7 separate regions of the Mus musculus genome follow, and all the other regions are linked to region 4. A link is a contact called in public HiChIP or PLAC-seq, Micro-C and promoter capture Hi-C data. All regions are on one chromosome and are shown on one strand. The core of a region is the stretch at or near the end of the contact, and the rest is flanking DNA. Distances in the headings are between cores, read along the strand shown.

Evidence for each region. Promoter capture Hi-C pulls out the DNA fragments that hold promoters and counts their contacts. Hi-C and Micro-C count contacts between places; a contact is called where the count stands out from the background. HiChIP or PLAC-seq counts read pairs in DNA pulled down with a chosen protein or histone mark.
Region 1: a promoter capture Hi-C map of stem cell-derived epiblast-like cells shows a contact between it and region 4, with 9 times the contacts expected there. The contact joins the promoter of Ncmap here to the promoter of Man1c1 in region 4. A contact is called at or near these places in 2 of 39 promoter capture datasets (embryonic stem cells and stem cell-derived epiblast-like cells).
Region 2: a contact with region 4 is called in an H3K27ac HiChIP or PLAC-seq map of microglia, with 5 times the contacts expected there. The contact joins the promoter of Arid1a here to the promoter of Man1c1 in region 4. A contact is called at or near these places in 2 of 115 datasets of contacts at active chromatin or transcription factors (bone marrow-derived macrophages and microglia).
Region 3: a contact with region 4 is called in an HNF4G HiChIP or PLAC-seq map of pancreatic cancer cells. The contact joins the promoter of Rcan3 here to the promoter of Man1c1 in region 4. A contact is called at or near these places in 2 of 39 promoter capture datasets (neural stem cells and pre-B cells) and 1 of 115 datasets of contacts at active chromatin or transcription factors (pancreatic cancer cells).
Region 5: a contact with region 4 is called in an HNF4G HiChIP or PLAC-seq map of pancreatic cancer cells. The contact joins the promoter of Ubxn11 here to the promoter of Man1c1 in region 4. A contact is called at or near these places in 2 of 115 datasets of contacts at active chromatin or transcription factors (double positive thymocytes and pancreatic cancer cells).
Region 6: a Micro-C map of embryonic stem cells shows a contact between it and region 4, with 2.2 times the contacts expected there. The contact joins the promoter of Lin28a here to the promoter of Man1c1 in region 4. A contact is called at or near these places in 1 of 39 promoter capture datasets (liver), 1 of 484 Hi-C or Micro-C datasets (embryonic stem cells) and 1 of 115 datasets of contacts at active chromatin or transcription factors (extraembryonic endoderm stem cells).
Region 7: a promoter capture Hi-C map of pre-B cells shows a contact between it and region 4, with 2.4 times the contacts expected there. The contact joins the promoter of Clic4 here to the promoter of Man1c1 in region 4. A contact is called at or near these places in 1 of 39 promoter capture datasets (pre-B cells) and 1 of 484 Hi-C or Micro-C datasets (embryonic stem cells).

Annotation. Positions count from the first base shown.
Region 1 is chr4:135,396,792-135,400,270 of GRCm38.p6, forward strand. It overlaps Ncmap (noncompact myelin associated protein), which reads right to left and starts at 1,436. Exons shown (of 5, transcript NM_145555.2): 1 at 1,092-1,436.
Region 2 is chr4:133,752,697-133,755,805 of GRCm38.p6, forward strand. Arid1a (AT rich interactive domain 1A (SWI-like)) reads right to left here and starts at 1,289. Exons shown (of 20, transcript NM_001080819.2): 1 at 1-1,289. The coding sequence starts at 915.
Region 3 is chr4:135,432,393-135,435,662 of GRCm38.p6, forward strand. Rcan3 (regulator of calcineurin 3) reads right to left here and starts at 1,413. Exons shown (of 5, transcript NM_022980.4): 1 at 1,220-1,413.
Region 4 is chr4:134,702,915-134,706,200 of GRCm38.p6, forward strand. Man1c1 (mannosidase, alpha, class 1C, member 1) reads right to left here and starts at 1,376. Exons shown (of 12, transcript NM_207237.3): 1 at 31-1,376. The coding sequence starts at 555.
Region 5 is chr4:134,100,992-134,104,282 of GRCm38.p6, forward strand. It overlaps Ubxn11 (UBX domain protein 11), which reads left to right and starts at 1,592. Exons shown (of 15, transcript NM_026257.3): 1 at 1,592-1,657.
Region 6 is chr4:134,016,848-134,020,136 of GRCm38.p6, forward strand. Lin28a (lin-28 homolog A (C. elegans)) reads right to left here and starts at 1,969. Exons shown (of 4, transcript NM_145833.1): 1 at 1,864-1,969; 2 at 1,206-1,402. The coding sequence starts at 1,894.
Region 7 is chr4:135,271,367-135,274,378 of GRCm38.p6, forward strand. Clic4 (chloride intracellular channel 4 (mitochondrial)) reads right to left here and starts at 1,394. Exons shown (of 6, transcript NM_013885.2): 1 at 1,152-1,394. The coding sequence starts at 1,223.

The DNA.
Region 1 (3,479 bases), core at 186-2,685, 690 kb after region 4:
CTGGATGCCCGCACTCCCACCAGCCTCAATCCTCGTCAGATCTTTGCTACTCATGTTATCACATGGCCACCTGGAGGTCACCAGAACCAGACAGGCTCGGGATAGTGTTTACTGCTGTTATATACAAGCCTGTGTCCAGCCTGAGCTACAGTTCAGGTGGTGATATGAGTCCAGTTGGAGAATTAGGAATTAGGTGGGCAATCCCAACCACAGAGACCAGGGGAGCCTATCTTCAAGCCCAGCTCAGCCGCCTGTGCCTGCTCACCACACACACCAGGAGGTGCCCAGCTCCACCCGATGCTGCCACTCTTTTTTGTTTTGTTTTGTTTTTTGTTTTGGTTTTTCGAGACAGGGTTTCTCTGTGTAGCCCTGGCTGTCCTGGAACTCACTTTGTAGACCAGGCTGGCCTCAAACTCAGAAATCCGCTTGCCTCTGCCTCCCAAGTGCTGGGATTAAAGGTGTGCGCCACCACGCTCCACAATGCTGCTGCCACTCTTAAGCCCCTGGTTTAACTACGAGCCCAGCTTTACTGGAGCTGGTGAGGCAATTGTGAACCAGACACAGTCCCTGGCCCCAAGGAGCCAGTCTGGCAAAAAGGAATAGCTTACATAAAATCAAATCACCGGTTCGTTTAGATACAAGAAAGTTTCACTTAGGTACAAGAAACCGAATTGGTAAGAAGAGGCTGCCTCAAGGCGACAGCCAGCCAGGCCGAGGCGGAGACTCGGATTGGGTACCACTCCACTCCGGCTTCTTTGCTCCTTTCGCAGCTTCTCAAATCCCCCAACCCCTCTTCCAAGAAGAATCTTCCTCCCGCACCCCAGAGCTTCCCCACCCAGCCCCTTTGGAGGCAGGAATCCATTTCCTTCCACCTCAAGGTACCCGGGACTGGAATCTCCCACTATCAAGGAGCGGCTGATTCAACATCTCGCTTATTGACTCTGGTACGAGCCCGGGCCCCTTTTCCGGGTGCTGGTCTCATTGGACTGCACAGCTCCTGGGGCCTCGGAAGGAGCGTGCTCTCCTGGATGCCCAGTTTATAAACCAGGAGAGCTCAGGACCCGAGGGGGAGGGGAGTTCAAGGCTCCTACCTCTCGTAGGCTTTTCTTCCGGGAGTCCAGGTCGCTCCCTGTGACTTCGTAGGAGCGGACAAGGAAACCACCAGCTTTCCGCATGCCAGAGATGTAGCCCCGAATGCACCCAGCTTCGGGGTGCTTCTCAGCTTGCACCCTGAACACCTCTGTGCACCGGTGTCTGCAGACAACCGGGAGATGTTGCTGACCTTTCAGCTACCGGCTCACGCCAAGGCGCGCGCCAGGCTGGGGACCCCTGGGGGTCCGGAGAGCTATCTTCCGCGGGCCTGAGCCCCTGTGCGCTGTCCTTCCAAGCCCCCGCGTTCCGTGCCCTGCGCCCTACCTGCTCCACACCCCAGCCCCGCCTCTTGCAGCCGCCGCTGTCGCCTCCGGGTCCTGTCCCGCCCCATCCCTCCCAACTAGTGACCACCCTCCCCCATCACCTGCCCAGCGCTCCCGCCCCGCCCGCAGTGTCCCCACGTCGCTCTCTCCTCCTGCCGCTCAGGGGACTTCAGGTCTGGCACCCCCCCGCACCCACTTCTTCCAGGTTGGAATTGTGAGAAGACAAAAGAGGAGGAAGGGACCTCGCGTTGACGGAGAGCTGAATCGGATGAAGCGAGCTGATGGAGTGAAAGTGTGGACCAGCTGTGGGATCCGAGGACCAGAGGACTGGCAGTTTACAGGTGACAGAAATTCCTCCTGAGCGTGATTAGAAACTAATTTTCTAGTAGTACACAGGCAGCAGAGGCAAGGGGATTGCTGCAAGTTCAAGGCTGGCTCCGAAAACATAGTACGTTTCAGCTAGCATGGGTCAGTGGGTAAAGTGCTTGCCTAGCAAGCGTGAGAAAATTCCCTGTTTCCTGCCTAAAAGTTAGCACGGAGGGTGGGGTGGGCTTAGAAGATGAGCTTAACATAAGTTCAGTTCCCAGCACCCACATCAGGAAAGGCACGATTGCTTCTAACTCCATCCCCTCCCACATGAACACATGCACACACAAAATTTAAAAAAAGAATTATTGGGCTGGTGAGATGGTTCAGCGGTTAAGAGCACTGACTGCTATTCCGAAGTTCAAATCCCAGCAACCAAATGGTGGCTCACAGCCACCTGTAATGAGATCTGACGCCCTCTTCTGGTGTGTCTGAAGACAGCAACAGTGTACTTATTTATAATAAATAAAATCTTTTTTTAAAAAAAAGAATTATTGCTTCACCAACGAAAATAAAAAACAGCACTCCCACTTTCAACTAGGCTGTGCGCATCTTCACGGTCTCCGGGTGCCACACGGTCTCTCCAGCACACGGTAGGCTCACAACCAGATTTAAGAGATCCTTGTATAAACAGGGAAATGAAGTACCAGGAAGACAAGGTGGGCCTCAGGTCCCCAGAAGGTAAAGTGGCAGACTGGGAGTAGAGCCAGGAAGTGACTGGGTCTGGACCGAGCGCCCCTGAGTTGCTTCCATGGCTCAGTGTGAAGCAACTTCTGTATTAGTCAGGGTTCTCTAGAGTCACAGAACTTACGGATAGTCTCTATATAGTAAAAGAATTTATTGATGACTTACAGTTGGCAGCGCAATTCCCAACAATGGTTCAATCGCAGCTGTGAATGGAAGTCCAAGGATCTAGCAGTTACTCAGTCTCACACAGCAAGCGGGCGAAGGAGCAAGAGCCATGGAAGAGTTACTTGTACTTTGATAGGAAACTCCGTCGTGGGTTTGTTGACACATGCTGTTAGACAATACCATGCATGATTCACTGCCTCACCAAAGACGGAGTGGCCACACATGATGGAGGAGGGCAAGGTAGGGGGCACTCCTGGCTCTGAACTAGAGTAGGGTCTCTTAGGGACATTCTGGGATGTTTCCAGATCCTCTTCTGGGTATGGGTACAAGATCTCAGTTGTTAGATGGCCTTGGGTTCAAATTCTGATCCATTGTTTACTAATTCCAAGACAGGTGTGGCTATGGCTATGGCTATGTGTCTTCAGCTCCGTGCTACTATGGCAAGGACTAGAAATGAGGTGCTTCAGGTGATGGGCAGGCTGGGGACATTTATATTTATTCATAGAGCCAGAGAGAAATGTACACACGCCGGGCGTGGTGACGCACGCCTTTAATCCCAGCACTCGGGAGGCAGAGGCAGGCGGATTTTTGAGTTCGAGGCCAGCCTGGTCTACAAAGTGAGCTCCAGGACAGCCAGGGCTACACAGAGAAACCCTGTCTCGAAAAACAAAACAAAACAAACAAACAAACAAAAAAAGAAGTGTACACACACACACACAGTTCCCTCTGAGAGATCTGTTTATGGTCCTCCTATCTTCTGTATCTCTGTCCATCTCTTCCTTTCTCCCCTAACATACCACATCAGAACAAGTTCTCACACTCCTATAATGAAGGGACATAGAGACA
Region 2 (3,109 bases), core at 39-2,538, 950 kb before region 4:
CGAGCTGGGCGACGTGAGCAGTTGGTTGAGGGTGGGGGTGGCGGTGGGCTGGGGAGTTCCCCCGCCGGCCGCTGAGGGGCCGCCTCCCCCCATGGCCCCGAAGCGCTGCTGTGCGAAGGACGAAGACGACGAGGAGGCAGAGGCGCTGGAGGAGGGAGGCGGCTTGGAGCCGGCGGCCGCCGCCGCGCCGGAGCCCGGAGTGCCACCTCTCGGGGAGCTCAGCGCGTAGGCCTGGGGAGGCGGGGGGTAGGCGCTGCGGTTGGGGTAGTAGGAGTTGTACTGGTGGTTGGGGAAGCCGTGGTCGTGCGAGTTCTGCTGGGGCCCGGCGTAGGGCTCCAAGCCCCCGCCGCCGCCGCTCTGCAGCGCTGCCAGGCCAGGGCTTTGTTGTCCGCCATGTTGTTGGTGGAAGACGGCGGCCGCCGCGGCGGCGACGGCAGACGGGCTCCGGCCGTAGGCTTGCCCGAAGCCGTAGGCTGGGGGCGGCAGGGCGGCCGCGGCCGAGTGAGGAGGCGCCCCCACCCCGTCGCTGCTGCTGCTGCCGCCGCCGCCGCCGCCGCCGGGCGGCTCCGGGAGGTTATTGTTCAGGGCGGGCCTAGGGCCCGCGTTCCCGTTCGAGTTCTTCAGGTCCGGCTCCGCGCCGGGCCCGCCGCCGCTGCCGGCTCCGCCGCCGCCGCCACCCCCATTGCTCTCGGCCCCGTCCTGCAGCTCCTTTCCCAGCGGCTGCGGCGGCCCCACGGCGGGGCCCTCGCTCTCCTGCCCGGCGGCTGCCTTCATTTCCCCGCGCTCGGCCGCTGCCGCCGCCGCCTCGCCCCCCGCCTCCTCCCGCTGTTGCTGCTCGGCTTTCTTCAGCTCCGAGGGCGGCGGCGGCGGGTTGCCCAGGCTGCTGGCGGCGGCGGGGGCGACCTGCGCGGCCATGATCCCCGCTGTCTCGTCCGCGGAGAGACCCGGCCCTGTCTTCGTCTTCTCCCCCCTCCCACCCCGCCCCGGGGCCGAGTCCCCCGGGCTGCCCTCCCCACCCGCCCGGGCGGGCCTCGCGGGGCTCCGCTGCTGCGCTGCGCTCGCTCCTCTCCCCCCCGCCCCGCCGGCTCAGGCTCCGGGCTGGCGGCGGAGGAGGAGGAGGAGGCGGCGGCGGCAGCCGAGGCGCCGGCGGCTCAGCTGCTCCGGGCTCTGGCGGCTCGGGACCCGGCTCTCCCGGCTCATTCCCCCCAAGCCCTTGCCTGGGAATGAGGGGGGCGGTGGAGGCTCCGCTCCCCAGGGCCTGGCCCCGCTGTGACTCTCCGCTTTCTGCTGCCGGAGAAAGGAGGAGGGAGGGAGGGAGGGAGGCGAGGGGGAGGGGGCGGGAAAGGAGGGAGGGAGCGGGGGGGGAGGGGGGACCCGGGACGGGCGGGCGGGCGGGCGGGCTGGAGGGCGCGCGGCGGCGGACGGGGCGCCGGGAGGCAGAGTAGGAGCGCTGCTCTGGCGGGCGCCCTGCCTCGCCTCCCCGGCCGCGGCTCGGGCCGAGGCTGCTGCTTGGCGGCGGGCGGGCGGGCGAGAGAGCGAACGAGAGAGCGGGCGGGCGGGCGGCGGGACTGAGCAGCTAGAGCGCCCCACTCTCCTCCGAGTCCCCCTCACTCCGACACGAGGCTCAGCACTGCCATTTTACCCAGCGCCGTCGCGGCCGCCTGAAAAACCAGGACTGGAGCGCGGAGCGGGCGCAGGCCGTGGAATGGACTCGCTCCCTTCCCCTCACAAAGGAGGAGGGGAGAGAAGGAGCCGCGGCGGCGGCGGCAAGCCCTCAGCCTCTTTCGCTCGGCTGCGCCGCCGCCGAAGGCTTCGGGGAAAACCCGGCCCGGAGCCCGCGCCTCCGGAGCCTGCGCCGCCTCGCTCGCCGCGTTCCCAGCCTGGCCTGTCCCCTCCCGGCCGCTCCAAAGGGAGCGGGCCGCGTGAACTTTACCCGCGCCTGCAAAATTGGCCTGAGCCCGAAACCGCGGCCGCCGCGGCCGGGACCTGACCCCCTGGCACCGGGCCTGGGCTCTTGGCTGCGACTTAGCACCTCCGCAGCACTTTTCTTCTTCAAAGCCTTTTGCAGACCTGCTCTAGAGACCCAGCTGAGCGAGCCCTGCTTTTCCCCCCCTTTGGCTAGCCCCAAAGGAGGACTGACCATTGTTCAAACTATCGGTTCTCCCGTGCCCTGCCCTCATTAGCCCTCTCTGACAAGGCCCTGGGGGCATGAGGTCTGGATTATCTCCCCCCCCCCCATTTTACCAACAGACTGAAGGGAGGGGACTGCCCAGGTCACTTAAAGTCAGAGGGCAGAAGTGTGTGGCTATAAAAAGTGGAGTGAGTGGCCGAAGCCGCATCTTGTCTACTTAGCCAGAGAAAAGGAGGAAAAGAGAAAAGAAAGGCACTTACGTTGTGAACAAATCCAACCACCGGATCAGATCAGTGTCAGGAGGTTTGAAAATCAAACGTGGTCATCCCACCACTTCTCTTAAAATGGTGGCTACTGATGCGTTGGGGGCTTAAGACAGTCCTCCAGGCAAACCAAGCTCCATTAGCACTTCCTAAGGGAACCTAGCTCACAATGGCCAGTAGCCCAATCTTCAAAGGCAAGTACCTTGGAAGACTGTAAACAGCCCACAGAAGAGGCTCCAGGGACTGAAAGAACCTCTGTTCAAAAACCACTGCAGAAGAGGGATGCAGAAAATGGAAACCATTTTCTCTATAAAGAGAGAAAAAGAGCCTAACAGGTCACACAGAAAACGGATGCCCCTCAGATCTGCTGTCTATCCTAAGGTGTAAGACTCCTTGAAGTTTACCAGAGACCCTAAGGCCAGGTTTATCTGTGAAGATCAAGGCATTCGCGGAAAAGCTCAGAGTTGTCCAGACCTACAGGCCTCACCAGTTCCACAGCAGCCTTTTCTTCTCAGGCAGGCCTGGAATGCTCTGACAGGGCAAGCCAGGAGAAACCAGAGGGAATTCCAGCGTCTCACCAGGACCAAGACTGCCTTGGGAAAGCATCAATGACAAAGGCCTCTTTTCCTCCCAGATTTTATAAATGGAGACTTTGGACCACAGACCATTATTTTAGAACTTGTGGGCTCTGCAGGCCCCTGGAGTTCTGATCATG
Region 3 (3,270 bases), core at 163-2,662, 730 kb after region 4:
ACCTGGAACTGAAGTTACATACGGGTGCTAGGACTCAGAGCCCAGTTCTGTGCAAGAGCAGTAGGTGCTCTTAACAGTGGACATCCCCCGCCCCCGGCACACTATTTTGTTAACATATATTTATTGAATGTTTATATGTGTGTTTGACTGTGGCCTCAGCAACACTCAGGTATTAGTCAAAGGACAACTTGCAAAAGCTGATTCTCTCCTCCTGCCATGTTGATCCCCGGGATCCGGGAACTCCAACTGTCAGGCTTTGCAGTAAGTGTGTCTGTCTGTACCAGCTGAGCCATCTCATAGGACTACATATTGATATATTGGACTAGAGGTAATGGCATTGTGTTAAGATAGGTTTTATTTTGTTTTGTTGGGCAGGACCGTATTATGTAGTCCAGACTAGTCTCCCACTTGCTAATATTATAAACGTGTGCCACACCCAGTTCTTAAAATAACATTTTAAAGTAATCACTAATCATAGCTACAGATGGTCAATTACTTCTCTGGCCAACTAGTAGATGAGAGACTTCTACGAAAAGTTCAAGTAAATGTATTGTCCTAGATAGCCTTCAATATTGGGACGCGAATATATATATATTTGGTTTTAAACCCTACAATAAAACATCACTCTACATAATCCTAGTTTGAATCTGAAACATGGACGTGAGCCGCTAGAATCTTAATCCCCAGAGGAGATGATGAGATTTCGCACGGAAGCTGGAACCCCACAACCTGGAAACAGACAGCTATTGAAGGGTTCAAGAGGAAGCGGACAAGTTTCCAGATGCCAGGGAAGCAGAGAAGCACGAGGATTCCTGCATCCTGGGGGAGGGGAGGAGAGAGGGGAGTGGGGCTTCCACCTGCTGCCAGGAGGGTTTTACTAGCCACACCTTCCCTGCCCTCCGGGAGGGGGGGGCCAGGTTGGGCCTGACATCTTTCAAAAAGTCGAACTGCGGGTGGAGAAATTGCTGGTGGAGGAGAAAGGACCTGGGGGCGAGGGTTGTTTTGCAGGACGTTACCCCGAAGCTGCTGGGGGAGATCCTGGGCATCAGGCGGTTGGTCCTTAGCAACGTCTAGGGGGTTCCTGGAGGATCTGGGCAGCTGCTGCTCTAGCTGAGGCTGCTTTAACTTTCAGGGATCCTGGGGATCCATCACCCAGAGCTGCTGCAAACCTGTTCCGAGCGGCCGCGACCCGGCCCCGCCCTGCGAAGGGGAGACTCACCTGTGCGCTCGAGGGGAGAGGCCCGAGGGGGGATGCCCACGAGCGCGGCCTGGGGCGGACAGACCCTCACCACCCGGAGCCACCACGCCCTCAACGCGGGCCGCAGCGGCCGCCTCAGCCGGCGACACGGGCGGTGACCTAGGGCTGAGCGAGGTTGCCAGCGTCGCGCGCGCTCCCGGGCCCGCGCGCCTCGCGCCCTCCCTGGGTTCCTCGCGCCCAGGGGGCGCGCTGCGCCGGCGCACAGACAGGAGGGCGGGGCTGACAGCTGGGTGGGCGGGAGTCGCCGAGTGGTGGGCGGGGCTCTGGGGGCGGGGGTGGGTTCTGCGCGCGCGCATTCGCCTGCTCCTCTTGGCTGGCTGGCACTGGCTTTGAGGGACTTGGGCCGGCACTCTTTTTTTTTTTTTTTCCCACCCCCCCTGGGCCGGCACTCTTAAGGCAGAGGCTTTCCTTGACCTCCAGAACGGGACTTTTGATGTCCCCTTGGTATCCGCCGCCCCCAAGAAACATTTTCTCTCTCTTTTTGCTGACCTCACGTGACAGTGACAGGAACAGCTAGCCGGGATACTAGGAACCTTCTCGGGGCGGGTTCCTGTGAGCTTAACCCGGGGTAGCCTTCTAGGAACCTGGCAGCCGGATGTGCCCGACCTCGCCCCGCAGCTCCCGTCGCCCAGTAGAGGCGATGGCGACGTGGCTGTGCTATGGGTGTCACCAGGTGTGTGACTGCGCGCGCCCCATCCCTCCCTCCATTGCACCCAGCACAGATGTACAATATTAATGATATTTGCGTTTGCCTTTCCACACAGTCTTGCTTATCTCCCTTGGAGATAATGGAACATTAATTATGTCTAGGTCAGGGTTTAGGCTAGTAGTAGCGCCGAGGCTGGCTGGCATTTTAATTTTAATTGCTGTTGCTGAGACCAGCCTGTCAGGGAGCTGTGCCCTCTTCCAGCTCACAAACTGGATGAACGGTACAGAGCTGGAGAACTCTCAGCTCCCGCTAGAAGGATTCTGCTCTGCTATCCAGGCCGTATGGCTCAGTTCTGAGGGTCCTTGCTCCCAACCCCGGACGCACGTGATGGAAGGAGAGAACTCCTGCAAGTGTTCTCTGACTTCCACACGGCTGCCCTTCTGAATAATAAACAAATAATAAATAGAAAATCAGCTTTTGTCATTTACGCAAGACCCTTCATAGGACAAATGAAACAAGGGGGTCAAAACTAAGGACACAGTGTTGTCACTCGGTGAGAGTCATGGGCACAAAATGCAGGGCATAGCATCCTCGTCAGAGTGACTCCCATAGTGTCCCCCACAGGATCACAGTGTTGTATCCCTTTTGCTTTAGGAAGTTTCTGCAGCTTTCCACCCTGAGGCTCCTGATTAAACTTGACTTAACACGTCAAGTTCTTCACTTTTTCATCAAAGAATTATGGAGAGTGACTTCTATACTCACATCAAGAAGCATAGAAATGTTTCCCCTTGGGCTGGTGAGATGGCTAGATGGTTAAGAGCACTGACTGCTCTTCCAAAGATCCTGAGTTCAAATCTCAGCAACCACACGGTGGCTCACAACCATCTGTAATGAGATCTGACTCCCTCTTCTGGAGTGTCTGAAGACAGCTACAGTGTACTTACATATAATAATAAATAAATAAATCTTAAAAAAAAAGAAAGAAAGATTCTCTGAACTCAGTTTCTGAGGTGACTCAGTTGGCTAAATACTGGGTTCAGTGAGAAATTGCGTCTCAAAATATGCAATAAAGAGTAAATGTGGCCAGCTTCTTACCCCCACAGTCATATGTGCACAAGCACACAAGTATGCATGTGTATGTGTGTACATGCAGATTTGTGCACACATACACAGACGTGTATATGTAGCACACACATGATGGAGTTCTAAGTCAGTGTGTGTGGGAACTGCTGCATTCTCTACCCCTGCTCAGGAATGAATGAGCTCCGGGAGCCTTAGGAAGGGCTTGGAGCCATTCTAAGTTAAAAGCCTGGCTCCAGCTTGCATTGGTTATTATTTCCCAATGGTTATGAAGGCCCTGTGC
Region 4 (3,286 bases), core at 126-2,625:
GAGGTGTGTGTTGGGGGGGGGGGTGCTTACCTCTTTGATTTTCTCTCGCTGAGCTCGCACCAGACTCTGGGACTCCTTACTCTCATCAGTCCTTGTCCCCAAGACCGGGTGTCGAAGGCGGCTGCGGAAACCATTGTAGTCGAAAGTGAACCGGACGCTCTCTTCCTGCGGCCTGAGGGCTGCAACCCTGTTGCCTTCCTCCCGGGGCCCGGTGGGGCGGGTTCGCCGCAGCCACCCTTTCCTACGGAGAACACCGACCAGGCGGCTGGGATCGTCCTCACCCGGGGCCGGAGCCGCAGGGGCAGGGTTGGGAGGCGGCTCCTGCTCTGACACCGAGTGGTGACCGGCGATTTCGGCCATCACCTCCAGGCCGGGCTGTTGGGTCCGCGAGGCCGAGAAGAGGCGCTTGAGGCGAGAGGAATGGGGCAGAAGGAACAGGGCGCCAAAGCACAGGGTGACGAGGCCCGAGAGGAAGAGCAGGAAAAGGAACTTCTGCGGCAGCCGCAGCCCCCACGGCGAGGCCGGGACGAAACCCGGCACTTTCCTCACCAGCATCGCGGCGCGGCCAGCAGGAGGGGGCTGTCAGCTCCGCCCGGGGCCCCGGGAGTCCTCAGAGTCCTCAAGGGTGGGGAGCAAGAGTGAAGTGGCTGGGGTCCCCGAGCAAGGCTGCGCACCTCGAGGCCGCCGCTTCGGGACCCGCCCGAAGTTCAGGGAGTTTGGAGCGAGTCCTCCCGCGCGGGGGCGGGGGCGCGGCGGCCTCGGCGGGGCCCGGGCGAGGGGGGCTGCTCGGCTGGAGCCCGGGCCCGCCGTGCGCCGCAGCCTGCCCTCCGCCTGATCCACGGAGCCCGCGCCCTCCCGCGCCTTCCCGCGCCGGAGTGGTCACATGCCGTCCGCGACGCCCTCGCGGAGGGTGCGCAGGACGCAGGCCCCGACCCGCCGGCACCCGAAGTTTCAGCCTCTGGAGCAGTTTGCAAAGGGAACCCCCGGGGCTTGCAGGGCGAGCGCAGCTCCTAGAGCGCGAGCCCAGCCGGTGGTGACGGCGCAGGGCCCGGCGGTCGGGACACGTCCACAACTTTGCTCCGCCGCGCGCGGTTGCCGCTCCCGAGGCTGCGCGGGACCCAGGGGCTTCAGATGCTCGCGCGGGGAGAGGGATACCCGGGAAGCGCGTGCGAAGCCTGCAGCTGGCCTCTGTCAGCCCTGGGCCTGCCGCTGAGCCAGGAAGCCTTGGCTCCGGCGCCGCAACTCGGGAGGGCGCGGGTCTCCTGCTGCGATCACCTGTTCCCGGCCCCGCGGCTCCGCTAGCCGCGCAGGCTCACCCGCCGCAGCTCCAGACGGGCCGCCGCTGCTCCGGCTCTCACTGCGACAGCGCCGCTGCCCCGCCCCCCGCCAGCCACGCCCTCAGGCCACGCCTACAGCGCGCCTCGCGCCCCTCCTCTCCGCCCGCCGCGGCACCGCAGTTCGGCCAATGGGGAACCTAGCCGGGAAAGATGGGCGGGTCACAGTCTGGGCCACGCCCCCCGCTCCAAATGCTGGCGCTGCGCTCCCCCATCCTGCTAGCTCCAATGGTCCAGCTGCGCGCTGTGGAGAGGGCGGGGTGCAGAGCGGAGAGAGGTCATTGGCTGCTTCCGAGGGATCCCCGATGGGCCACAATCACCCATTGGTTTCTGCCCAGCGTTCGCTGGACTCCGAAAGACCGAGACGCCCCCTCCACCGCCCACCTCCGCCTAGCGCCGCTCTGTGTTTCGGTCTCCCCCCGGAAGGGCCAGGAGACCAGGTTGTTCTGTAAGGCGCTGCCCATCGTTGGGCGACCCTGTCACTTCTCAGCACCAGCCGGGGATTGCCAGGTTGCTGGTAGCCAGGGATGCCCAGAGCTCAGACCAGCCGCGGTAGTACAGCTGCTTCGCTCTGGGGGGGATGGGGATGGCTGGACCAAACCCGAGAGCTGTGGCTGTGGTTATGTCTGGCTGAATCAGTATTTCCAGGGTTCCTCGCAAACCGCCACCAAAAATGTGGCCAAGGCCCTTGGGTGGGGTTGGCGAGGGATGCTAACATGAGAAGCAAGAAGAGAGAGGGACAGACAGAGAGAGAGGCGGGGACCTGGACATATGCACGGGTCATACATAGGATATGCATGTATGTGAACATTTGCATTTTTATGCATACAGAGGCTACCTTGTGGGTGTGTGCTTACATGCAAATATACACTTAATTTCAGCACGGACACCCTAGCAATTATGCCAAAGTGTATCTAGACAGGTCTATATAAGCAAAACATTGACGTGCACAGGCATACCCAAGCCACCTCCACAAGCCCACACATACACCGGCATGTGTTATCAGACACCGTGTGCCCCTGCCCCAAGACACATGCATCCGTGGACTTTAGTCCTTCCCTTGCTGTTAAACCTCACACCGGGGGCCAAAATAACACTGCTGTGTGGGTCTCTCATGCAAAACTCTTTATAGAGACAACAGCATAGGGAGAGACAAATTAAGAGGTATAATAGGCAAGGGGGAAAATATCTGCTTTCAGCTGCAATTTGAAAGACAGAAAATACTGCAGGGACGCCTTTCCCGGAGAGGAGGCAGCCCAGGCAGGCTCTCACCTCATAAATCTTTCTTCTTCCCTGAGGCTTTCTGCAAATGGGCTACTGAGGCTTGCTTCTAACCCTGGCCAAACCATTGCCAGCACGCCCACTCCTGACATTTAAATACCCCTGGCATATAAATTTCTCTCTGCTGAAAATAAAAGATAAAAGACTACTGTCGCTAACAGGTGCAAATATTTTGGTCACCGGAGATGAATAATTTCTCCCAATACACCTAGCTTATATGTAAATTTCTACTTCAAATGTTTCAGTCTCTTATGAGTTTGGCTGGCAGGAGTCAGTTCCCTGGAGTTAGCTCGTGCATGAGATAAGCATGTGTGTGCTCCTTAATGCAGTAGCCCAGAGGCCTAGCCTGGTCTCCTGCACGTCTCCCTTGTCCAAGCTTCTCAGTGGATCCTACAGGAGAGTCCTGGCATATACTTGGGGAAGGAGGTAGGGACCTAGCCTTTAATGTCAGCTTGTCTGCACTGAGGGGGTTGGGGGGCACGGAGACAGAGACGGAGTGTGTGAGTGAGTGTGTGTGTGTGTGTGTGTGTGTGTGTGTATGTGTGAATGTGTATGAGTGTGTGTGTTTGAGTGTGTGTGTTTAAGTATGTGTGTGTATGAGTGTGAGTGTTTGAGTATGTGTGAATGTGTATGTGTGAGTGAGTATGTGTGTGTGTGTGTGTGTGTGTGTT
Region 5 (3,291 bases), core at 342-2,841, 600 kb before region 4:
TAACTGTATTTTTGCTACTATCTAATATGCAGGATATCAGGTATGGGGCCCCAAACTGGGTCACAAGCCACAGGTTGAGACCTCTGGATTAGAGTCTTCATGTTTTTCTTCTTCCTTTTTTTTTTTTTTTTTTCCAGACAGGGTTTCTCTGTGTAGCCCTGGCTGCCCTGGAACTCACTCTGTAGACCAGGCTGGCCTCGAACTCAGAAATCCACCTGCCTCTGCCTCCCAAGTGCTGGGATTAAAGGCATGTGCCACCATGCCCGGCTCTATGTTTTTCTTTTTCTTTGTGTTTTTTTAAAGACAGGGTTTCTCTGTGTATCCCTGGCTGGCCTGGAACTCACTCTGTAGACCAGGCTGGCCTCGAACTCAGAAATCCACCTGCCTCTGCCTCCCAAGTGCTGGGATTAAAGGCATGTGCCACCATGCCCGGCTCTATGTTTTTCTTTTTCTTTGTGTTTTTTTTAAGACAGGGTTTCTCTGTGTATCCCTGGCTGGCCTGGAACTCACTCTGTAGACCAGGCTGGCCTCAAACTCAGAAATCTGCCTGCCTCTGCCTCCCAAGTGCTGGGATTAAAGGCGGGAGCCACCACACCTGACCTGGTTTTGTTTTTCTAAACAGGGTTTCTTTCTGTAGCCTTGGCTGTCCTGGGGCTCACTCTGTAGACCAGGCTGGCTTCGAATTCAGAGATCCTCTTGCCTCTGTCTCCTGCTGGGATTAGAGACAAGTGCCACCACCACCTGGCAAGAAATATTTTGAAAACATCTATAGAGGTGTTTGATAAGTACTTTGCATTACCCTCCTAATGGCCAATCCCAGCAACCTTGTCAGGTAGGCCGTATTTTCATTTTACAAGCGAAGAAAAGGAGATGTGAATGTGCTCAAAGTTACCCTGTCTGTACAGGTGAGGACCCAGTGCAGTCCTAACTAAAGTATCTCTAGTACTTTGGTGCTATTAGGATAATTTTAGTTTTCAGTTAATATCTATTTGGTCACTTATTTCGTGTTGCATCTGGACAGTGCTCCTGCAGAAATCGGAAGACAGATCCAGGAGCCGTTTTCTCCTGCCATGTGTGACCTGATCGAACTTGGTCTTCAGCTTGGTAGTAAGACCAAGACTTAGTACCCGTTGAGCCATCTAGCTATGAGGCTGAGGGAGGGGAAATTACTCGTCATACTGGAAGTGAAGGGTCACCCAATTATTCTACTTAGGAACTAGAATTAGAACTTTCCTGCAGTGCATCATCTAGTCCATAAATTAGAGGGGGGAAATGAGATTTAAATATTTATTAAGTCACCTGCATCATTTCCATTCATCTTTGCATGATCAGGTGGGAAAACAAAGGAAACATGATTTCTTCAAGATCAAATAGCACAATATTGACAACGTCGGGTTCAACATCTTCAGGTCTAGAGGCTTCTAGGGACCAATCTCTTGAACTCAAGACCCGGCCTCAAGAACGCCCTCTGACCTCTTAGAGCGGTGCATTCTGGGATTTGAAGTCTCACGTGCAACCCTATGCCCGTCTTCACTGCCCTCTGGTTCGTTAGAGAGCCTCTCGGAATTAGCCAATGAGAAGTGCTCGGGTCCTGGTCGCCTGGGAAACCCCGAGACAACAAGATGGCGGCGCCGCGGGACGGCTCGCTGGCCCCGTGGTGAGTGCCATCTCCGGGCCTTTCTGCCCCGCTAAGTCTTCCCGCAGGCCGCGGCCCTCGTCCTGACTCCGAGGGTCGGCGACATGCATGACTTGGCTCAGGAGGGAAGTGGGGACCATACTCACCGTGTCCGCGCGTGGAGGCGGGACAGGCGGCGGAATCCTGGGGCGGGCTTTGGGCGCACTAACCTTCTTAGTGCCAACGTGCCCAGCAAAGGATTAGGAGGATGTCGCGCAGCTATCAGGCTGTCGCCTGGTGTGTCGAGTGATAACTGCCTAGGGCAGCACTCAGTTTGGTCCTTCAGATGAAGAAACAAAGGACACGTTTGTAACCCTCACCGGAGGCGACAACCGTATCTTTACAGACTTAATGGGTTGTGACATAGGCCTGCACTCTATGTAGGGGCCGAGGAGAGAGGACTGGAGTACGAAGCCTATCTGGCTACATTGCGAGTCCCAGGCCAACCAGGGTAAATCAGCGAAACTTTACCTTAAATTAAAAAAAGTAAAATAAAACAAAGCCAGGAGTGGTGGCTCACACCTTTAATCCCAGCAAAGTTTGAGGCCAGCCTGGTTTAACAGAGTGAGACTCTTGTCTCAAAAACAAAAAACAAATAACTAAACAAAATAGAAGCTGGGCCTGGTGGTCTGCAGACGTGTAAAGCTACTCAGGAGGCTGAAACAGGCGGAGCACATGTTCAAAGTCAGCCTGGACTTTAGAGCCAGTTCAAGGCCAGTGGGGGCAAAGACCTTTATATATATTATATATTTATTATTATCATTTCATACATATATGTGTCTGCATGTGTGTATGTGTACCACATGCATGTCTGGTGTCAAAGGAGGCCAGAGGAAGGCATCACCGTCCCTGGAACTGGAGTTACAAGAGGTTCTGTTCTGAGCTGCGATGCAGTTACTGGGAACCAAACCGAGGTTCTTCAAGAGCAGCAATTGCTCTTAACCTCTGAGCCATTTTCAAGCTTAAGACTTTATTTCAAGCTGGGCATGGTCGCGCACGCCTTTAATCCCAGCACTTGGGAGGCAGAGGCAGGCGGATTTCTGAGTTCCAGGCCAGCCTGGTCTACAGAGTGAGTTCCAGGGCAGCCAGGGCTATACAGAGAAACCCTGTCTCGCTGGTTGAGGCCAGCCTGGGCTACACATTTTGGGCTGGTGAGATGGCTCAGTGGGTAAGAGCACCCGACTGCTCTTCCGAAGGTCAGGAGTTCAAATCCCAGCAACCACATGGTGGCTTACAACCATCCATACGAGATCTGACTCCCTCTTCTGGAGTGTCTGAAGACAGCTACAGTGTACTTACATATAATAAATAAATAAATCTTTAAAAAAAAAAGAAAAGAAAAACTAAAAATAAATTTAAGGGGCTGGAGCGATGGCTCACCAGTTAAGAGCACCGACTGCTCTTCCAGAGATCCTGAGTTCATTTCCCAGCAACCACGTGGTGGCTCACAACTATCTGTAATGGGATCCGATGCCCTCTTCTGGTGTGTCTGAAGACAGTGACAGTGTACTCTCATATATAAAATAAATAAATCTTCAAAGTCAATAAACAAATTTAAAGGGACCGAGTGTCTTGCTCAGCGGTAGATCCTCTCAGCCCCCAGTGCCAAAACAGCA
Region 6 (3,289 bases), core at 719-3,218, 690 kb before region 4:
CTCCCCCTCAAGAACGCCATCCCTCAGGCTCCAACCCTTAATCCCCACATCCTCCTTTCCCCTCCCCCACAGCTCCTAAAGCTAACCTCCCTGAAGTAACCCCTCCCTGCCCGGCCCGGGTGTCAAGCTCGCAGGCCAGGGATTAGCAATTTTCTTCTTTCCTGGCCCAGCCTTAACCCACCAAATGTGGAAAAGGGCAGGAGCAGTAACTTCCTTTCCAGCGTGGAATGGTACCACTCCCCCACACACACACCCCGCCCCCGGTAGGATATTAAGAAAGGGAATGGCCGGGAAGAGGGAAACCTGAAGGCTCTACTCTCTTCCTTGTTTAGGGTTAGGAATGTTAGGGACAGCAATCAATGGCTGTCTGGGGCCATAAATGCCAAGCTGAGGAGAATAGGGCCAGAGGCCAGTCTTCCTCTACCGCCTGCCCCCTCGACACTGAATTTCACTCCCTACTGTGTAGCCCTTCTTTAACTGCGAACTTGGGATTGCCACGGCCAAGGAATGAAGGCCTGGGATCTTAAGGTCTTCCTTCCTGGCAGAACCGGGTGGACAGCTAGAGGTGCCTGCCAGCCCTGATCTGTAGCCAGACCTCTAGGGGAGCTTTTCAGCTCACACGTTGATCCTTCCGGGACCTGCCAAACCTACACTGGCTACAGGACCTGGCTTTGGGTGGCCACCTGACTTGAGGTCTGCATTGAAACGGGAAGAACCTGACGTCGCAGGTTCACGCCCGTAGGTTGGGTAGCAAATGGCTCACACTCTCTCCTCCCTATGAATTAGACTCAGACCTTTAGAACTCAGGGCGCTAACGCCCGGCTCAGGCCCTGCATGTGCTTCCCTGGTCGGCCTGCTGGCCCTCCCCCACCGGCAAGCACAATACAACCTTAGTTTCTGCCACATGGGGTCACCTCCCTGCCCCCTGCTCCCTTCCCAGGGGAAAGAGGTAATAGACACGTGGTAAGCCGGAGGGGTTCCCGGAAGGGGGCGGGGAGGGGGTGCTGGTAGTCAGCAGTGCCTCCTCGCACAACTGCAGTTACTACAAACTCAAAACTGGGGTGTCCCGAAAAATATGGGGACGCACAATGAGGGGTATTTATCTCCTCCAATCCGACAGGAGGGGCCACCAGCCAAGGCCGTACCTCGGAACTCCCAGCCTTTTTCTTTTTTTTCCCCTAGCAAAGTTCCAGAATGAGTCTCACCTGGTGCACAAAGACGTCCACCGGGGGGTCGAGCGCGACCCCAGCGCGGGCGGTCATAGACAGGAAGCCGAACCCCATGCGCACGTTGAACCACTTACAGATGCCGGCCCCGTGCAGCAGCTGCGGCTCGTCTGCCGCTCGGGCCGCGTCAGGCGGCGCCTCCTCTGGCGCCTTCTCCGCTGCCTTGGCGCAGCCACCTGGAGATAGGGAGGGCCAGGTGATCAGCTGGGGGCCAAGGGATCGCAGGCCCTCTCAGGGACCCGTCTGGGAGATCTCGGTGGTCAGCCCGCGGATAGACACCCAGGAGGAGGCAGCTACCAAGCAGCTGGTAAGAAGAAACCTGTCCTGGCTGCCTCCCCAAGCTTACACAGAGGATGCTGACGCCCCAAAAGTTTTGCTTGTCTTCCCACAACAAGTTGCCCGTGCACACGCGGAGGGACAGGCCCCTCCTCTTCTCTCCCTCCGCCCCCACGGGCTCGGTGTACAAGCCACTGGAACACCAGGGTTCCCTAGTCCAGAGATGGCCCCCAGAAGCAGGAGGCCATAGGGACTTGGGGGTCCCGCGGACAAGTCCGTGGGACACTTTCCCACCTCCCTTCTATTTAGACATTGGGCTCCCTGCACCCTAAGGTGTGCCCGCTGAATCGCAAGCTCGAACCTGCAAACTGCTGGTTGGACACCGAGCCCATGGTCGTCTGCTGAGCCCGTGGCCCCGGGCCCCAGGTCGGGCGGCTGCTGGCCCCAGAGAAGTCCGGAGGCAAAGGGGTGGTTCGGAGAAGAGGCTGCTACATCTTCCCCCGCACAATAGCGGTGGGAGGGCCCACGGCTTTTCAAAGGCTCCCAAATTCTAAAAGACAATGACCCAACCCCCCGCGGGCAGCCCCCTCCCCTCCCCTCTCTCCTTACCCCTCCCTTTCCCTCTGGCTCTGGCTTCGGCCCTCCCCCACTGCTCTGGTCTCTGACACCTCTGGGGTGTCCCTTCCCAGAACCTTGAGATTTGACACCCCCTCCACATACACACATCTGGAGATGGGGATCTTTTGCACTGGAAGTCTTCAGTACCCCAGAATTTGGGATCCTGCACTTTGAGGACTCAATGCGGGCATCCAAAGCGGACACAGGTGGGGGGGAACGGGGGGGGGGTAGTTTTATAACCACGTGACCACACACACACACACACACACACACACACACACACACACACACACACACACACACCACCCCCACCCCCCGGGCAGATAATTATACATTCCAGAGAGTTGGGGGAGGGAGGTGTGAGCCTGGTGGCGCTGTCCAATCAGAAACACAAACCACCTGTCAAGGGAGAAATGGATGAGCCCTCCCCCTCCCCCAGCCCCTCAGCGCCCCTCCCCCTCTTTCCCCTCAGGCCTCAGAGCTGACCCGGCTGCTTGGCGCTGACCTGCTCTCACCCCCCACCTCCGTGTGCTTAGATAGACCTGGAGTTCTGGACATTAGGAAGCCGGGATAGGGGTGCAAGGAAGCGGCTGGAGACCCCACCGAGCTGATCTGTCTTAACCTAGGTGCTGCCTCTCAAACTCGGCCTGTCTCTGGGTGCTACTGGATGCCTCAATCTCCAAATTTCAACAACAGTTTCTCTGGGTTTGTCCCAGTGAGAAACAAGCTCCTAGTTGATTCTGTGCAAAGAGTCCTTCGCTCCCTCCTAAGCCTACACCTAAAGTTGCTTCCAGGTACAGCTCCCTGAGAGAGCATGTGGAAACCTCGAAGAATGCCCTCTGTGGTAGCTGTGTTCTCATCGGGCCCCTGCCTGCCGCGTCCCGTCCTGTCCCATCCGTTGGTGGAAGAGAATAGATTGGTGGGTGGAGGCACTTCCTCCAAGACCCGGGACACTCTAATTCCCAGACCCTCCTGTTCTCAGTCACCATCCTAAATTGAGCTACCCTTCGGGTAGTATGACTGGTGAAAAGACTGGATAGAGAGAGGCTTCTCATTTAAAGAGGTAAACTCCCTACTAGAAGATAAAGAGGGTGGACCAGAGGGGTGGCCACTGCCCTGGTCAGAGATGGACAATGGCCCGGGGCTCAGTGCACGGCCCTGGCCCTGCC
Region 7 (3,012 bases), core at 144-2,643, 570 kb after region 4:
CTGGATATTTAGTGGCTAACAGAACGAACGTCAGGGTTTCCAAGGAGGCTCAGTAAAGCAGGGGACCCAGATGTTTGTTGCGTTAACTTTTCCCTCCTTCGCTACGCCCCAAAAGGGAGAGGCGCGGAGAGCAGTCAGAGAAGCGTTTCTAGGCGAAGAAGGCAGCTCCAGGGTTTACAAACTGAGGAGGGCGAGAGGAATGAACCTTTTTAAGCCCGAGAGAGCGGAGAATTCAGGTTTTCTTTCAAACCAAACGGGCTTGCCTGCCGAGGTGGCAACAGCAAACGAAAGCGGCCAAAAGGTTGCATCATGTGAAAACAGGCGCGCTAGAGAAACAAGAAAACCAGATGGTGGTAAAACACCGGACAGGAAAACCCAAGTCGGGAATCTCTGTATTTTCCGGAAGCCTTGGGGCATCCACCCTTCTTTTCGCTTTTTCTTTTCTTTTCCTTTTTTTTTTTTTTTCTTCTTCTTTGCAGTTAGTTGCCTGGGTTTTGGGTGTGTGTCCGGAGGCTCACATTTGTAACCCAGGCTGGCCTCGAACTCGAGGGACTCCTCAAGCCTCTACTGCTGGGTCATAGCCGAGTCACCACGCCCGCATTAAAAAAATTCTCCCCTCCCCCATGCGGGAGGAGGGCTGGGATGAGGGTCCCTCCTATCCCAGGCTTGCCCTGGGTTTACTAAGCAGCCAAGGCTGGCTCTGAACTCGGGATCTTCCCTAGACCACTTTTCCCAACTGCTGGGTTTACGGCTCCCGGGTCCCTCCTCCCCTTTACTTTATTTAACATTGTATCAAAGTTAAAGTTTCAGTTTCACCCGGGCCAGGCGCTAGCGTTCCAGTAAGTTGGGTGAGCTATCAGCCCCGCGGCCCGAGGCTGGGGCTCGCGGCGGGGTGGGGTCGGACACGGCGAGGAGGGTGACAGTACCCACGCGGCGCAGCTGAGGCGCGTCCCGCCCTGCGGAGTCGCCTCCCTGTCGCCGCGCCCGCAGGGTCCGCCAAGGTCCCGCTGCGAGGCGGGAAGGCGCGGAGCCCAGACAATGGGAATGAGCGCGGGAGGTACGGCGCCGCCTCGGGCTGCGGGGATGCCGCGTGGGGGCGCTTCGGGGTGCGGGGACGTCAGCCCGCGTCGCTCGGGACGGTGAGCGCTCACCTTGACGAAGAGCTCGATGAGGGGCTCTTTGTCCTCCTCCTTCAGCCCGTTCAGGGGCATCGACAGCGCCATGGCCGGTTGGGCTGGGCTCCGCGGACGGCGGCTGCGGCTGTGGCTCCGGGGCTGCTGTGGCTGCGGGTTCCCGCCGCTCGCTCACTCGCTGGCTTGCTCGTTCGCTGGACAGTCCCGGCGTCTGGCTGCCCGTGGCCTCAGATCCTCAGCACCGCCTCACGCCTCGCGCGCGACTCTGAGGGGGTTGCGGTCCCGGCCGCTTCAAACCGCTGGGCGGAGCCCTATGGGCGGGGCGTGGGCGGAGCAGTGGCCAGGATCCTGCAGGGGTGGGGGGGAAATGGGCGGGCCACAGCTGGGGGCGTGGCCTCAGGCGAGGAAGACAGCGGAGCGCTCTAGCTTCCACGGACCGACCACTAGGGAGCCTGGAGGGCGCTGGGGGCGCGGCCTAGGCTGGGCAGCGCGGATTGGCCGGGAGGTCCCCCCGAAGCCACGCCCCTCAGGGGGTGGGCGGGGAAGGTCCCTGGAGCCGGAGCCTGACACCGCCTCTCTCCGCGGCGCAGCTGCTGCTGGTTGGGTGCCAAGTGACCTCATGCGGCGGCCCGCCTCGCGCCCTCTCCCCCGCTGCAGCCGCAGGGACTCATCGTCCCCTCCGGTTCCCGGGGCGGCGGCCTCCTCGGCTACTTCTGTTAGGCGCGGCCGCCTTTTCCTGGAAAACTTTTGCGAAAGTTTTCATGTCCTTAAGAACTTTTTAATCCTTCTGACCGCGGATCTCCTTTCGTGATCCTTCTCTATTTGAAATCAAGATACTCAAAAGTTCTTGTAAAGTCGTCCTGTGTCCCGGGCTCTGAATTAGGCCAAAACGGTGGGACAGCGTCCCGCTCCAGCACAACCCCAGTGCTTGAGGCAGCGCCTGACTCTGAAAACGTTATCCGTGCTGTTTTGCCCCACCTGGACCGATTCCTGTCTTCCGTTCACCTGGAGAAGTTTAATGAGTCACCTGAGTGCCACTCAGCGCGCAGGGGCGAGTACTTTACACCCTGAGGACAGGGGCCTGAGACACGCGGTCTACTGCGGAATTGCCGTCAGTGAATGTCACCTTTGGGAAATTTGCCTTCTGGTTTTCCTTAATCTGCTCATTCTGTGGTACCTCCCAGGCTAGGGTGATGAGTGAGTTGATTAGAAAGGCTAAATTGGGGGATGGAAGCGGGGTGTCATGGTTATCTCACATCCTCTGTGCCTAGTGTGGATCAGAGTGCTTCAACAAATTGGAATGATGTGTAAAAATGCAGTGCAACCTGCAACTACTTTATCCTCACTCAACCCCATCTCCAAGTTGCTAGATTCTGTGAGAAGGATGCTGTGCCCCAGCAATTAGATCCATCAATGCTCCGGAGTAAGGCTGTTTTAAGTTCACAGTTTGGCAGTGGCCTTAAACACCCTAAACCTCGGCCTGATTTGGTGACATATACGTGGCTCTCAGGTGATGGCTCAGGCAGGAGGGCTGAGAGTTTGAGGACAGTCTGGGTATATTGCAAGACTACCTCAAAATAATAATAATAATAATAATAATAATAATAATAATAATGGCAGTCAAGATGATTCAGCAGGTAAAAGCGTTTGCCTTGCAAGACTTCCAACCTGGATGTGATGTTGGGGCCATCTAAAGGTAGAAGGAGAAAACCAACTCCAGAAAGCTTACCTCTGACTTCTACAGAATGCCATCACACACACACACACACACACACACACACACACCAGGGTTTGGGTTTTGGTCTGCCTGTTTTTTTTCTCCACCTCCCAAGTACTAGGGTCAAAGGTGTCCACCACTGCAACCAACAATCACCGTATT